Regions from separate parts of the Sus scrofa genome. Here region 2 is linked to region 1. Evidence: chromatin contacts called from public Hi-C data. All regions are on one chromosome and are shown on one strand. The core of a region is the stretch at or near the end of the contact, and the rest is flanking DNA. Distances in the headings are between cores, read along the strand shown. Region 1 overlaps GNG2 (guanine nucleotide-binding protein G(I)/G(S)/G(O) subunit gamma-2). Region 2 overlaps GNG2 (guanine nucleotide-binding protein G(I)/G(S)/G(O) subunit gamma-2).

Region 1 (4,549 bases), core at 881-3,380:
GTGGTGTAGGTCGCAGATGCAGCTCTGATCCCGCGTTGCTGTGGCTCTGGCATAGGCTGGTGGCTACAGTTCCCATTAGACCCTAGCCTGGGAACCTCCATATGCCAACAGGTACGGCCCTAAAAAGGACAAAAGACAAAAATAAAATAAAATAAAATAAAAGGATATCTAGGTTTCTTAAAGTAAATTTTAAAATACTCTTCAAAACCTACAACCCACAGAATGGGAGAAAATCTTGGCAAGTGAAGTGATCAACAAAGAATTAATCTCCAAAATATACAAACAGCTCATACAGCTTTATATTTAAAAAAAAAAAAAAAAAAAAAAAACCAAAAACAACCCAAGCCAATCAAAAAATGGTCAGAATGTCTACATAGACATTTCTCCAAAGAAGACAGATAGATGGCCAAAAAGCACATGAAAAGACACTCAACACCATTAATTATTAAAGGAATGAAAATCAAAACTACAATGGGATATCACCTCACACCAATAAGAATGGCCATCATCAGAAAGTCTGCAAACAATAAATGTTGGAGAGGGTGTAGAGAAAAGGGAACCCTCTACACTACTGGTGGGAATGTAAGTTGGTACAACCACTAGGAAAACACTATGGAGTTTCCTCGAAAAACTAAAAATAGAACTCCATATGATCCAGCAATCCCACTCCCAAGCATATATCCAGAGAAAACCATGATTTGAAAAGATAACACGCATCCTAATGTTCACTGCAACCCTATTTACAATAGCTAAGACATGGAAGCAACCTAAATATCCATTGACAGAGGAGTAGATAAAGATGTGGTACATACATTCAATGGAATGCTACTCAGCCATTAAAAAATGAAATAATGTCAGTTTCAGCAATATGCATGGACCTAGAGATAATCACACTAAATGAAGTAAGTCAGGCAGAGAAAGACAAATATATATGAGATCACCAGTATGTGGAATCTAATAAAAATGATACAATAGAACTTATTCACAAAAGAGAAACAGACTCAAAGATTTCAAAACTAAACTTAAGGTTACTAAAAGGGAAACACTGGGGGGAGGGACAAATTGGGAGGCTGAGATTGACATATACACACTACGCTCCATAAAAACGCATGAGTAACTGTATAGCACAGGGAAATCTGCTCAATACTCTGTAGTGACATATGGGAAAAGGATCTGAAAAGGAATGGATATAGGGATATGTATAACTGATTCACTTTGCTGTATATCTGAAACACAACATTCTAAGTCAACTATATCCCAATAAAATTTTAAATAAACAAAATATTCTAAAAAAAAACCAGTTTTGGATGTGCACTAATTGATTTAAGGGTGTTGTTTGTTCTCCATATAGAATCATAATGAATCACTCCTTAGTAATCTCACTGGCCTAACAACTTTGTTTACCGTCCATCAAACAAGCGTGTGTTTTGATTTTATTGTTCCCTGGAGTGGTGACAGATTTGGCAGAGCTCATATAACCTCCCTGGTCTCCTCTGTGATCTCTGAGCTTGTATTATAAGATGCCTGTCCAAGATAAAGGGGTTGTATCTACCCCATAAAATAGGGAGAAACAGACTCAGAGATTTCAAAACTAAACTTACTACTTGGTCTACTTGGGGATCAGATCTGAAACAACAGGCTCACTAAAAGCCACCTCTGATCACGTATTAGAATAATGCCCTGAGGATCCTTTAAACTATAATAATGTTACGCCAGTGGACTTGGTGCCTTTCAGAGGCTCATTAAGGCCCTGGGCACCTGCACACTAGACACTTCCCAGGTAGACCTTAGAGACTTGTATGTAATTACATAGCAGATCAAGGACCTATTTCCCCCTCTTTCTTCCTGAGAGAAGCCCCAGTGGTCCTTTTCTCCCCGTGGCAATCCCAAAACTTAATTTGGCAAACTTCTGTTGAATAACAAAGGGAAGATGCCAGGGTTTCTTTAATTTCCCTCTCAGGATGACTGTTCCAGTATGGTCTCAAGAAACTCTTAAACTCTCTCAATAGTCAAAATGAAGCTGATAGTTAAAGCTCTGAAGTCTGGGTTTCTCTCCCCCTCTTCCCTTTACAGGAACATAAGCAACGCACAAGTCCACAAGCCTAATTACCATGGTAACAACATGCACTGTGATTATGAGTGTGTTTGTTTTTTAAAATGACTCACAGATTGTTCCCCCAGAAGCCCCAGACACACAGGTTTCTGGCTGGTTTATAAAATCTATCCAAAGTTGCCTTGCAAATTTCTTGCTCCGATTAGCACGACTGTTGTAACGGAGAGAATTCATCGAATCAAATATGCCCTTTTCCTTAAGGGTGAAAAAACCCCACTTGGTTCCTTAAACACTCCAAGATTAATCAATTTAAAACTCAGGTTAATAATGAAATTAATTTGAGTTTGTACACTGGAGATAATTAATCTGTTCCTAATTTAAATAATTAAGGTCTTTCATAATGTAGTTTTAGAGACCCAAATGAAATAATCAGGTGAAATAAAATCAGTAGTAAAAAATATCAAGTAAAATAGCTCACACCTGTGCATACACGGTCAATCACATGTAAATGTCTTTTTTAATTAAAAATGCATTTTCTTGTCCTTAACATTACCCGATCATAACAAGATAACTCATTTCTAGGGTAAATGTAAGTGTTAATACCAAGAGGTCTAAATAAAGAGATTTATTTTTTTAAAAGCAAACATGAAAGAGTCTAGACGTCTGGAAGAACTGTGGACTGCTTCCCTCCATTGATCAATACATGTTATTTAAGATGCTCTATGTACTAAGAACCACTATTTATAACTGAACATCACAATAGGGCTTAAAGCAGACTATTTTCTTAAGGAGACCAAGGCCATGGCTGTGGCTTAGTCCATTATCTTCTCTTAGAAGATCCTCTGTCCAACAGGGCACCACTCTGGTGAGCTTTCAGTGAGAGGGACCATGACCCAGCGATCATACCAGGTTTGGAATTCAGGCATCATGAAAATCTCTCTCCAAAAAAAAAGATGCTGGTAATTTTGGTATGTTGATTTTCCTCTATAGGAACTAGAAATAAAGCTTATTTTAAAAATGTAAATGAAAAATTGTATATAAGTTTATTTAAATTAAAATGTTAAGTATCCCGATGCTTCCCTATGGTACAACATACAATAAGCACACATACACACACAGCATAGTCATTAAAAATTACTACCTTCAAATTGCAACACATTTTATGTACTGTTACGGTTAAGTTTTTTTTTTTTTTCTCTATAGAGTTTGAAGGGATCACAAGAGTGCATCAGTCAGGATAGGCTAGGTTATACAGTGGTAACAAACAACCCTCAAATCTTTTAAGACCGAAAAGCTCATTTCTCACTCTCACTATGTGTCCACTGCAGGTCAGTGAAGGGACCAGCTCTATGTTGTCTTTAGGACCCTGGCTTAAGAGCTGAGCCAGCGTTTCTGTCTTCTACCACTGTCAATTGCCAAGGAATGTGTTCACATCCTGGTTCTTACAAGCTTCTTCCTGGAGATGGCAAACATCACTTCTGCTCACCTTTCACTGGCCAACGTATAAACTTGTGGCTTACACCTACCTAAATCAGACAGAGAAGAGTAAGCGTATCATGAATTGGGGAGGAAAACTGGAAATATTTATGACTAAACACATGCACTGCTGAAAAAATAGTGCAAGTCTGAGATCGTTTCTTAACTAAGTTAAAACATTGACATTTGATTACGCCGGGGAAACAGCCTTCCTCCAGTGATTCCTTACTCTGAGTTCAGAGCATCTAAGGTTAATGCTGGGCCAGAATAATTTCTGCTAAAACTTGCTAAGAACCCCAAGATACTCTACTCCATCTTTGTGGTAACAATAATAATTATACTAATAATAGCTATAATTCTCAATAGTTAATTACTATATGTTAGGCACTATGTTAAATAAATGTTTTTATATACATTATATAATTTCCCCCAATAGTTCTGTGAAGTAGGCATTGCCATTATTTCCCAATTTATAGATAAGGAAAGAGAAGAGTAGAAAGTATAAGCAACTTGTCCAAGACATTCTTTACCTACTATGCTCTCCTGTGTATTAAGCCCTATTTTTTTCTTTTCTTTTCTTTTTTTGCTTTTTAGGGCCACTTGTGTGGCATGGAAGTTACCAGGCTAGGGGTTGAATCGGATCTGCTGCTGCTGCTGCTGCCAGCCTACGCCACAGCCACAGCCATGCCAGATCCAAGCTGCGTCGGCAACCTGCACCATATCTCACAGCAATGCTGGATCCTTGATCCACTGAGCAAGGCCAGGGATCGAACCCACGTGCTCGTGGATACTAGTCGGGTTCGTTACCGCTGAGCCACAATGAGAAGTCTTGTATTAAGCCTTAGAATATCATTTTCCTATGGTATTTTACTTTAAGACATAATGAAAGTATTAGACAATTTTTTTGGTTAGAAATTTTCTAATTTTTTTATTAGTTTCCCTAAAAGAAAATCTTTGGACTGTTAAAAAAAAACTGTTTGTTAAATCACTTTAATGCCTATATACAGTTGTGTTCTCTAA
Region 2 (4,549 bases), core at 657-3,156, 120 kb before region 1:
AAGGCCCACTCTGTCAGTTTCAGGAGGTGCAAAAAAGGTTGCCAACCATTGCTCTGGAGCAGCACTGGCCTGTAGAACTCACTGAATTGATGGGAACATTCTCTGTCTCTGCTGTCCCATCACTGGTTACTAGCTGCATCTGGCTATTGGGCACTTGAAATATGGTTAGTGCCATGGAGGAACTAAAGTGTTAATTTTATTCAATTCTAGTTGATTTAAACCTAAATTTAGAAGCTACATATAAACCAGGACCTACTGTTAGAGCACAGGGAACTATACTCAATATCTTGTAAAAATGTATAATGGAAAAGAATCTGAAAAAGAATATAGTATGTATAACTGAATCACTTTGCTGTACTAATACATTGTGCATTAACTATACTTTAATTTTTTTTCTTCTTTTTAGGGCCTCACCCACGGCATATGGAAGGTCCCAGGCTAGGGGTCTAATCTGAGTTGCAGCTGCTGGCCTATGCCACAGCCACAGCAATGCCAGATCTGATCCATAACTGTGACCTGCACCTACACTGCAGCTCAAGGCAATGGAAGATCCTTAACCCACTGAGCAAGGCCTGGGGTCGAACCCACATCCTCATGAATACTAGAGGGCTTCATTTCCGCTGGGCCACACTGGGAGCTCCTACACTTTAATTTTTTAAAAAAGCCACATATAGACACAGGGCAGGGCAATTAAAGATAGTGTTCTCAGGAGAGAGTGGAATGGACAGCCTCTCCAGGGGCCAAAATTAAGGTGAGGCAGTCAGCAGTGTTTCATATGGCCCCGCCCCCAAATCTCACTTCCAGGTTGGAAAGTGGTAGGGTCTTCCAGACTATGGAGCTGCTGGCTAGGGAGCATGAAGTCGTGGGGCCATGGAGCTGGACTGTTTGGAGAGGAGAGCCTCCGAGCTCCCTCTGTCTCGGTCCATCGCTCTGTGCAGAGCTGACTGCTGACACTTGTGGCAGGGAGCCTCATTCTCAGACCAGCTTTCATAGCTATGCCTCCGCCTCGTCCCATTTCTCTGCAGGCATTTGCCCTGTGCTCGCTTTGTCACCGATCAGATCATTGCTGAGTACTTTCTGTGTCCCTAAGCGCTGCGCTAGGCACCGCGGAGGATTAGAGAGATGCCTGTGCAGTCGGGGCTCGCTGCTCCCTAGAATATGGCAGTACACCCTAAGAGACAAGATTCTTATCTAATCAGCCATTAACTCCAACACCGCCTCCTGCGGAGGCTGGCAATCCACCTCCACCCTCCTGCCCTCAGTTTCCTGTGTCCTGGAACTTCTCGTTGTGACTGATAATTACTGTTTACTTGTCTGCTTCCTCCACAAAACCACAAGGTCCTCAAAGGCAGGGCCTGTGCTGTCTACCCTAGTGCAGTGCCTCTAACTCAGTCAGATACTAAATTGTTTGGTGCCTATGACAAGGCAATAGGGCTTGAGCGAGGAAAGAGACAAGTATTTCCTGAAGTCATTCACAGACAACATGGAATTCAGACTAGGCTTGAAAATGAGCGAGATCTGTTTACTTGAGGCATTGAGTAATGGCATTCCTGAGGGGCAACATCATAAGCAAAGGCATGGAGGTAGGATGGAAGATGTTATATTTACAGGAGACAGGATGAACCAGAGGAGAGTTTAGCAAACAGAATAAGAAGAGTTGAGTGGACTTGACTTCCCAGGGCCTGGCCAGCCAGGGTTGATGAACGCTTCCTGAGCCAGATTACTCTGTGTGGCTGCATTGTGGTGAGGCCTGAGTTACATCCTTGAGTCTGGCAAGATGTAGTTGCCACCAGTTATTTTTGCTTTTAACCTTCAATTTCTGATCGTCCAGTACAAGAACTTCACTTTCCTTGGAACCCCTGTTCTGTCCATGTGGCACAGTGACCCCCATGCCCAGGTTCAGGGGTGGGTGGGCACGTGAACCAGATCTGGCCAATAAGAGTCCTAGAAAGTGTTTCAGGGATACAGCCAGGGACTTTTTCTGGAGCTGCTGTTATGTTTCTTCTGTGATTGCTAAACTGGTGTGATGTGAAGCCTGGAGCTGAAGACACTATCCTGATGCTACAGGAGAAGAGTCTATCTGGGAATTAAAATAGCACAGAGGAAAGCAGAGCCAAGGGAGTGAGAGAGACAAAGGATGACATCATCTGAGCACCTGGATCCAGCTGAGCCTGAAGTGGGTCCTATTTCTGAGCCCTTGGATTATTAGCCACCTTCAGCTAGATTCCTACCACTTGCAACCAGAGGAGTACTCAGGGGTGAGTGGAATAGCTTAGAGTGGGAGGAGATGAGATACAGAGTGGCCACACCAGCAGGTGGACATGAGGGTCTGAACCAGGGATCCTGGGGCTTGAGAGGAAAGGTGACGAGTTAAGAGGTGAGAAGAAACGATCTAGATTCTCCCTCTTTTCAAAAATTGTGGAATCAATGTCTAATGAGTCTTTATCACTCTTCCTTCACAATGCCCTTTACCTACTCTCTTACCTACATTTGGCTTAGACAAGTCTATGAACCAAGTGAATCAGGTACACCTGTCCCCATTCTATAGCATGGAGAGGTTAAAGGACTTGGACAAGGTCATACGGAACTCTGGGGTCTCATTCCTCCTCTCTGTATCTCACTGGGCTCTTGCTCACACAGAGTGAGAACAGAGATCACCAAGCACCTTCTTTCTGTCACCTTGGGGCAGAGGTGTATCTGGCTCCCAGGTTTCTTCATTATGGACATGGAGAAACAGTAGGCGTTCTTACTGAGGAAAGGCCTGGGAGCCCATGACCCCCTTCATTAAAAATAAATTCTGCCTGAGTCTCCTGGTTCTAAATAGAAGAAAATGTAGATTTGGGGCAGAACCAAAGGGAAAGGGATTTCCCTTGGCAAATTATTTGCAATTTGTGGATTGGAGCTGACCCAGCTCCAATTCCCACGTCATTGTGAGCGCTGTTGAAAATGTGAGCAGCTTATTAAAGAACCAGAGCTGGAGGCAATCCTCCCGCGGGGGCCCAACAGAACAGGAGCAGAGTTAAAACCCACCAGTTTCCTCCTCCTAGTGTCTCCTGTCCAGGAGCCGCCAAGATTCTTAGCCACGGGTTACATGTTCACTCCAGGGCAGCCACTTCCTGCAGCTGTGGGAATAAGAGTCAGCATGTTTACAATTAGTTTGTGCCTTGCGTGAGGCATGATGAAAAGCCAGCTGTCTAAGTACTTACATGAGTGGTCCTCAGACAGTAGCGTGCAACAGAGTGCATGGTCTAAAGCGCCATTGCTAGCAGTTCTGAGTTAGTGGGAGGCCCCCAGGTCTATCTCTTAAATAGGCATTCCTGGTGATTCTAAAGCAGATGATCCAGGGACCCTGCTCTGAAAAACTGATGTAAGTGGATGAATGCACAGACTCCAAGTGACCCCCTTCATCAGAGGATTAAAGATACTTTTGTCTTAGGCACGAGCCCTGGGAGATCCAGCCTCTCCTTACTAACAGGGCCTATTACTCACTGGCATAATTTGAGGGGCATAAGGAAGGCTTTCTTGACTAGAATATCTCTGAGGAGCTGTGAATCTAGAGTTTAAGCATTTATCTCCAGCTTATGGAGAACAACACGTTCTGTGGTCAATTTTTTCTTTTTTTTTTTTTTAAGGAAAAATCCCCAGGTGGCATACTCACAGCATGTTCAAGTTTAAATGCAGCTCATCTCTCCTCACGGACCAGCCTGTCAGACCCTGGAAGTCACTTCCCCATCACCTTTCCCCATCCCCAAGCACTGTGCTCAGGGAGAAAGGCTTTTAGAGTCTCATGGGACTCTTCCTTTGGGCTCTCTGTTAACAAAACCCTAAAGAAAACCCATGGATTCTCATTCCTCCATCCATCTTGTTATGTGTCATCCTTCTCAAATTAATCACAGAGTCGATGGGCAAGGTGGTTCATAGGATTTCACAATAAAATCGACTGCATATGGAATGAATCTGAAAATTCCATTTATTAAAACAAATACATTGTCCATGTGGGATGAAAATGTACACATCGCATTCAGGTTTTTCTGTTTTAACATTTCTGTATTTCCCTCTCTTTGAAAGATACACTCCACTCCATAGATCTTATATAGGAAAAATATGAACAAGTCTTGGGCTGGGAAAACATTAATGTATATGTAACAATTCACCATTGCCAGAAGCAGCGAGAAGCAGATATTAAAACAAACAAACAAAAAAGAAGTACGAAAATCCTCTAAGACAGCATGCTTAAATTCCTTTTGTGAATATTAGTGCATGGGGAAATGGTTTTGAATTTTTCCTTAAGCAATCTCTTTCAAATATTATTAGCAAAACTAGCCTCAGTTCAAAGTACTTATTCACAACCTCTGATTTGAATTAAATAGCACTTGGTCTAAAATTGAAAGAAAAAAAAAAAGAAAGCAAATTTTATATTGAGGATGATGCAAGATAGTTTTTTTCCCTTAATAAAGTATGTGTTCTAAATATGAGGGTTATTCATACTGTTTAACGAATTCCATGGCAGGCTTTTATTACCACCCAATATAGTATAAACATAAATTAG

The links. A called contact is a pair of places that touch in the nucleus more often than the background predicts.
Region 2: a Hi-C map of alveolar macrophages shows a contact between it and region 1, with 1.7 times the contacts expected there. The contact joins two enhancer-like sites. A contact is called at or near these places in 2 of 47 Hi-C or Micro-C datasets (alveolar macrophages and embryonic fibroblasts) and 1 of 2 datasets of contacts at active chromatin or transcription factors (alveolar macrophages).

What each region holds. Positions count from the first base shown.
Region 1 is chr1:181,527,547-181,532,095 of Sscrofa11.1, reverse strand. All of the region lies in intron 2 of GNG2 (guanine nucleotide-binding protein G(I)/G(S)/G(O) subunit gamma-2), which reads right to left. Among named protein-coding and RNA genes, the nearest start is that of GNG2, 45 kb to the right of the region's middle. Within about 2 kb of position 2,130, at least 18 of the 83 cell types and tissues checked have an H3K27ac peak or open chromatin away from gene starts, as enhancers often do. A contact at or near this core is called in alveolar macrophages, where this site is marked.
Region 2 is chr1:181,651,373-181,655,921 of Sscrofa11.1, reverse strand. It overlaps GNG2 (guanine nucleotide-binding protein G(I)/G(S)/G(O) subunit gamma-2), which reads right to left. Exons shown (of 5, transcript XR_002346920.1): 5 at 3,950-4,549. Among named protein-coding and RNA genes, the nearest start is that of C1H14orf166, 28 kb to the left of the region's middle. Within about 2 kb of position 1,906, at least 24 of the 83 cell types and tissues checked have an H3K27ac peak or open chromatin away from gene starts, as enhancers often do. A contact at or near this core is called in alveolar macrophages, where this site is marked.